2 separate regions of the Gossypium hirsutum genome follow, and region 1 is linked to region 2. Evidence: chromatin contacts called from public Hi-C data. All regions are on one chromosome and are shown on one strand. Each heading gives the region's core, a stretch centred on a gene start, on an enhancer-like site or on the middle of the called end of the contact. The rest is flanking DNA. Distances are from core to core; before and after follow the strand shown.

The links. Hi-C and Micro-C count contacts between places; a contact is called where the count stands out from the background.
Region 1: a contact with region 2 is called in a Hi-C map of leaf, with 2.6 times the contacts expected there. The contact joins the promoter of LOC121232335 here to the promoter of LOC107952941 in region 2. A contact is called at or near these places in 2 of 34 Hi-C or Micro-C datasets (both in leaf).

What each region holds. Positions count from the first base shown.
Region 1 is chrA07:31,858,998-31,861,981 of Gossypium_hirsutum_v2.1, forward strand. It overlaps LOC121232335 (U11/U12 small nuclear ribonucleoprotein 59 kDa protein), which reads right to left and starts at 1,415. Exons shown (of 9, transcript XM_041118101.1): 1 at 1,175-1,415; 2 at 881-1,034; 3 at 464-788; 4 at 272-355; 5 at 57-122. The coding sequence starts at 1,032.
Region 2 is chrA07:31,123,758-31,127,056 of Gossypium_hirsutum_v2.1, forward strand. It overlaps LOC107952941, which reads right to left and starts at 1,852. Exons shown (of 5, transcript XM_016888150.2): 1 at 1,380-1,852; 2 at 1-1,114. The coding sequence starts at 1,494.

The sequences.
Region 1 (2,984 bases), core at 165-2,664, 730 kb after region 2:
TAAGTATAAACTAACAGCATAGATGAAAGAAACATGTCGTTTTTCAAATCCTTTACCTCAGATTCCAGTCTCTTTTTTTCTTCCTTGGCTTTAAGCTTTGCTATTTCCTTCATCTTTTCGACCTGCAAATCAACTTAGTAGTCATTACCAAGTGAACTTACAAAAACAAGAGAAAAAAGGACTTTTGAGTTCTTGGCATCTAATGGAAGAATCGACGAAAATCTGTCAGTATGTTCATAGCAAGAAAACCCTCCTAGAACACAACAAGTACCTTCCGGCTGGCAATGTCCTTGGCAATCTCCCTAGCTCTCCACTCATCAGCTTCTCGGTCAGCTTGATCAAATTGTTCATGCTCCTAACATGCATAACAAGCTGAAAATATTAGCCATTTCCCACACAGGCCAATAGGGGAAAAAAAGAAAGATAAGGAGAAACCTTACAATGAGAAACCAAGAAAAACAACCTTTGCAAGCAATTCTGCAATTCGTTTCCGCTTTCTTTTCCTCCAAAGGTTATTCCTTTTAGACTTCTTAATTTTATTGGTCAGTCTAGCTACTGCTGATTTCTCCTCCCACGGGATCCCTTCATCTGCAACATATCTAAAGGGCTCTAACTGAGCTCTTAGCTTTGACATCAATGCATTCGCCGCTTCCAAAGACAGTAGCTCTTGAGTTTCCAAATCAATCCTCCTATCTTCTAGATACTTCAAGAACTCAGAAACAGAAGGGTCCATCGACCCATCTTTTATCATCGTCAGTATTTCCAACTCCTTTTGCCTAAGGAACAAACTGATTTTACTCGCAGTTAAAAGGAAATTCAAAGGCATACGGCACTTATAGTTGATATTAGCGAACTATATAAGAAAACAAAACTAACATACACGGCGTTGGCAAGATTGAGGGTATCTTGCAATTCTCTAAGGCGATCACGCACATTTCTGGTCTCCCAAAATGTACTCGAATTCGGAGGTTCCGGCGGTAACATTGGGAACCAAGGTGGAGGCGGCGCGGGTTGGAAGTGAACCGGATTCATTGCTAAATATGATTAAAAAATTGGATTCAATGATTAGATCAACACTGTGAATTAATAACAGGATACCTAGAGGTTTTATTCAAATTAGAGATGGGTTCATATAAGGAAAACAATAAAACAGAAAGAATATCAAAACTCGTACCTGCTTTATATTTTTCTTTCTGAAGAATTGTTAACTTCAAACCCTAGCACAAAGACACGAGATTTTGGGACGAAAGATGGCGCTAAAAGTAAGGATCTGGAGGAAACACCAAACATTTACGGGATTTAAGTGGGATCAATTAAAAATGAGACTCTTTATAGGATTGTTTTTGAAAAGTGAGTTTAAAACTTCTCTGGAAAACTGATTTCGGGAATATTTTTTTAAAAGTATTTAGTAATACTCTAAAAATAATAGTTTTTTTATATTATAAAGTAATAAATAAGTAATTAAATAATATTTAAATTAATATTTTAATAAGATTATAGAAAATAATTTATTATAATTTATTGTTAATATTTTAATATATGAAAATTTAATTTTAAATATTTTTTAAGTAATTAATCAGAGAAGGTGTTGGAGGTTGAAAACGTAATTAAATTATTAATAGTGCTTTTGGGAGAAAAAAGTTAAAAATTTTAACGGAGACTAGGCGCTGTGCGTATCGACCCGTGCAGTGCTGTAGCTAACACTTTAAGTATCTCGCCTGGGGATTACGTTCGCAAGAATGAAACTCAAAAGAATTGACGGGGGCCCGCACAAGCACTGGAGCATGTGGTTTAATTCAATGTAAAGGGAAGAACCTTACCAGGGCTTGACATGCCGCGAATCCTCTTGAAAGAGGGGGATGCCTTCGGTTCTCTATTTTGGAAAAGTGTTCTTAAACAACCAAAAATTTCCTTCAAAATTTACTTGTTTAGCATTACTTTTGTTTCAAAAGTATTTTTCATGTCAAAAGTACTTCTAAAAAACAATACTAAACACAGCCTTAGAAGGGGTTCATCGTCTCAGGTTTATGACATAATTTGAGCCCAAATATAAATGTGAAATTGGGTAAACTATCTAGTCGGTCACCCAATTTTTAGGCTGCTTTCATTTTAGTCCCAAAATGAAATCCTTGCAAATTGGTCACCCAACTTTCAGGGCACTTTTATTTTAATCACCCAAGCATTAATTCTCTAACAATGGTTAACTGTACACTCCACATCATATTTGTACTTTCATTTTGGTCACCCAACTTGTAGATTGCTTTTATTTTGGTCACCCAAAAAATATCTTTTTTAAGTATTAATCAGGGTAAGAAAAATCAAGGATTAAAGTGAAAAAGTGATAGAAATTAAAATAATACACAAAATTTGTCAAATTGTATTTGTTTACCTCATTGTCGAAAATTCTAGATTTGGGCTTTGAAATATAAAATTCTAATGATTAAGATTCAAAATTATTGTAACAAATCAGTTGTCACCTCCTATGGATAATTTTTTTAACAATTTATTTAATTTATTTTGATGTTTTGAATTTATTTTAAAAAATTATCAATGAAAATTATTGTCTTTAATAGTTGCCTACAAAATTCAAAATTTTTTCACTATATGATCTTGAATCTTCAGTACTAATTTAAAAGTAAAAAAAAATCATTGCAATTAGTTTAATTGATTAATTTTATCATGCCAAACAAAATTTATAATTTTTTCATCAGTTATTTACCCAAATGAATAACAAACAATTAATTAAGGATATTTTCATTTACTTTTAGGAAGATTCGAGATTATATAATAAAAATGAATTTAAGTTTTGTAAAAAATTATTAAATATGAGTTATTTCAGTTGATTTAGTTAATTTCAAATTTTAAAAAAAATAAAAGGAGATTAAATTAATTAATTTAAATATTATAGTAATAAATTGGTTGACATTATCAATGGAAAAAAAATTCAAACAATTTATTTTGATGTTTTGAAATTCAAATTTTCA
Region 2 (3,299 bases), core at 602-3,101:
CCTAAAGTCCCAGGGTTCTCAACATGGTACATTGGATTACTAGGCATATCAGGGAATCTTCTATTGCCAAATGCAGAGGTCGGAACAGGAGCTGGAACTTGCTGATGTTTCTCGTAACAGTGAAAACAAGAACAAGAAGCATGATGCAACACTGAACTTTGCGGGTATGGCATGAATTGGTGATGATCACTTCCATTGTACTGTCTAGTTAAGTATGGATGTGGCGGCAGCTGTTGGTATTCCCCTGGCAACTGATGCGAGGTTCTTCCAAGCACTCGGGGTCCAAAATATGCAGGAACATGATTTGGATCAAGCATTCGAGGATGCCGTCCATGTGGAGTCATTGCATTCGCAACAGGATAAGCATCCGATTCTGGAAACTGAGCAAAGTAAGAGGTTCCTGCCCTAGAACCATCTTCATCAGGTCCATAGAAAGGTAATGAAGGGTTTTGTGATGCGGAAGAACCATTTGGAAACCAGGAACCAACACCACCAAATGACTCTGGAGGAGCAACCCTCCCATCAAGTGGAACCTTATCTTTTGGTTTATCTACCACATTACAGGACCTACTAAGTTGCTCCTTTATCTCATCTAGCTTCCTCAGAAGCATAGCTCGATCTTCTTCGAGGAGAATTCTACCAGAACCATCCTGGTCAGTTTGAGCCTGCAACCCATAAGAAGCATCTAACTGGCGGTTTGATGGGCCTTCATCCGGATGGTCTTCGGTAACATCTCTTGGAATTCTCGGAAAACCCTCCATCTCTTCTTGCTTCCCAGCTTCCCAATCAGGAACGTCTCCCAGTATTTGTGATCCACCAGTATGCCCAAATTTGGAATCGAAACTCTGGTTTCCTGTTCCAGTTAAATTTACCACCTCATCCTTATTTGCACTAATATCATTACCTTTGTCAACACAGCACTTATCAGCAGCAAGTTTAGGTTCATTCCTAGTTGTATCACACCTGAAAGAGCCAGCGGTTGATTTACCACCCGCATCACATGAGTCTACTATATCCTTCTCCGAAAAAATACGGAACTTGGTAGGAACTTGGCCGAGCCTGTCTTCTTCCAACTTCTCAGAGGAAGTTTCTGGTTCACAATTCTCAGTTTTTGCTGTTAATCAAACAACATTCCACTATCAATTTCATGCAAGAAATTATGCTCATTTGATTGCAAAAGGACCGAACTAAAACAGGAAACTGGAATCCAAAGCCTTAAATTATTTCAAACTACTCTAATAAGCAAAATTTCAAGTTAACACAGATACATGACAGGATGAGGGTAGAGACAGATTTGTGTCTCTTGGGTTCAACAACTTTCTCATCAGCCAAACAAAAAAAGTAGTAAAATAAAGAAAAACATAAAGAGAGAAAAGTACCTCGAAGAACAGCACCGCAGCCACCACACTTGTAAACAGAATATTCTGCAAGTTCTGGAAGAAGGTTTTCGCACTTTGGACACAAAACCAACCTTACTTTGGTTGACTCGGTCATTTTTTTAAGTCATTCAGGGTCCCAACACGCCAAAATTATAGAAAACGACGTCACGCCAGAAGCAATTTACTTGCTTAAACCATTTCTTTTCTTTTAAGAGCTAAAATATCCCCTCACGACTCTTGGCAACAGCCATCAGCATCAACAAACTCGCTTACTCATATATTTATATGAAGCCAACTTTGGGAACCCAGAAATGGAGAGCTAAGGAGGAAAAATAAGAAAAGGAAGCTGAATTGACGGTTCTCATAAGTTTCCTTTTAAAAGCCAAGTTGCTGGGTTGTTGTTGGTTTTCTCAGAGACCAAACATATAAACAAAAGAAACCCAGATTACATGATAGTTTCCCAAAGTTGTATGAAAAATAAAGAATATTCATACTTTTAAAGAAAATGTTGATTAAACTATTATCTTTTAACGATGTTGTTAATGTGGAGGTTACGTGTTAAAAGATTTGGAGCTTTGAATTTTTTGACATTGTACGGCTTCAAAGTTTCACACATTCAAGTTTTGAATTTTTTATTAATTAAATAAATTACGGTAAATTTAATTACAATATTTATATATATTTTTTGCCATTGTACGGCTTCTTGACTTTTTTTTAAGCTCGACTCCTTAGAATTGATTAGAATATAAATTCAAAAAAATTAAATTAATTGACTTGCGAACAAATACGAAATGTACTAAAAATTAATTTTATTTATTTTTAATTTTTTATTTAATCAAATTATATGGATCAATCAAATCAATTTGATAATAAACTTATCGGTTTGATCATTAATCTGGTTTTGAGTTTATTTGATACAAACGAAAAGTGAGATGAAAGAAATTAAGAGAGATGATCATTTTTTATTTTAATGTATAAAAATCAATAATTCCAAATTGACATGATGATAAGAATGTGTATTTTAATTTAAAATTATGATTTTTTTAAACATTTTATTTTCTTATCTTATTTTAATTTAAAAAATTACAATTTTTTTTAGTTTTCCTATCTTTTCTTTAAAATACACCTATAAGAACAGAATTATATTTTCCATTTTTGATTTTTATCTTTCTAATTTTATTTGGACTAAGAAATTATGGTATTAAGGTTGTACAATTAATGCAACCAAAGAGAGAAGAAGAGGAAAAGCAGTGATTTGTCGGTTGTGAAGAGTGAAGGAAACTGCGAAAATCTATTCCAACTCTGAAACATCTCATTGTTGTTTGCCCTTTAACATATGCTTATAACAAATATTATACAGAATTATATTTACTCGATAGTGTTATTAGCCCTTTTATATAGAATTTTTAGTAAAATATTTGAAAATGATAAATGGACAATATTCAATAAAATGTTGAATAGGTAAGCCATCATTTTATCAAATTTTTTGTATTTCTATTTTAATAGTTGAAAATTTAATAATAACTGCAAATAACAAATCATTAATCTGATGAATAATTCAATTATTTAATATAGCAGAAGTCCGTCAGCTAAACCAGGGGATGTGGTCCCATGCTGTCAATGTTGCACATTTCTCATTGCATGCTCTTACTTAAAACGTAATAATGGGAAGTTTTGGGACAAGTTTCTTTTATTTTCCCAGTACTTTTATAAGGGACAGGGGAGAGGTGGTCGTCCTTTCGTCTTGTTTTTCTTTTGGGAAATAAATGAAACATTGGTGGGAAAGCGCAGTCGGCATGGAAGGGTTTCACTTTTTAACTATGGATGATGATAGTGATTAATGGCGTGTGTTTTGAGAAGTGAGTGCAAGAGGTCGAGTTTTAATGGCAGCAATTAGATGGACGGTGGGGCATTTAACGT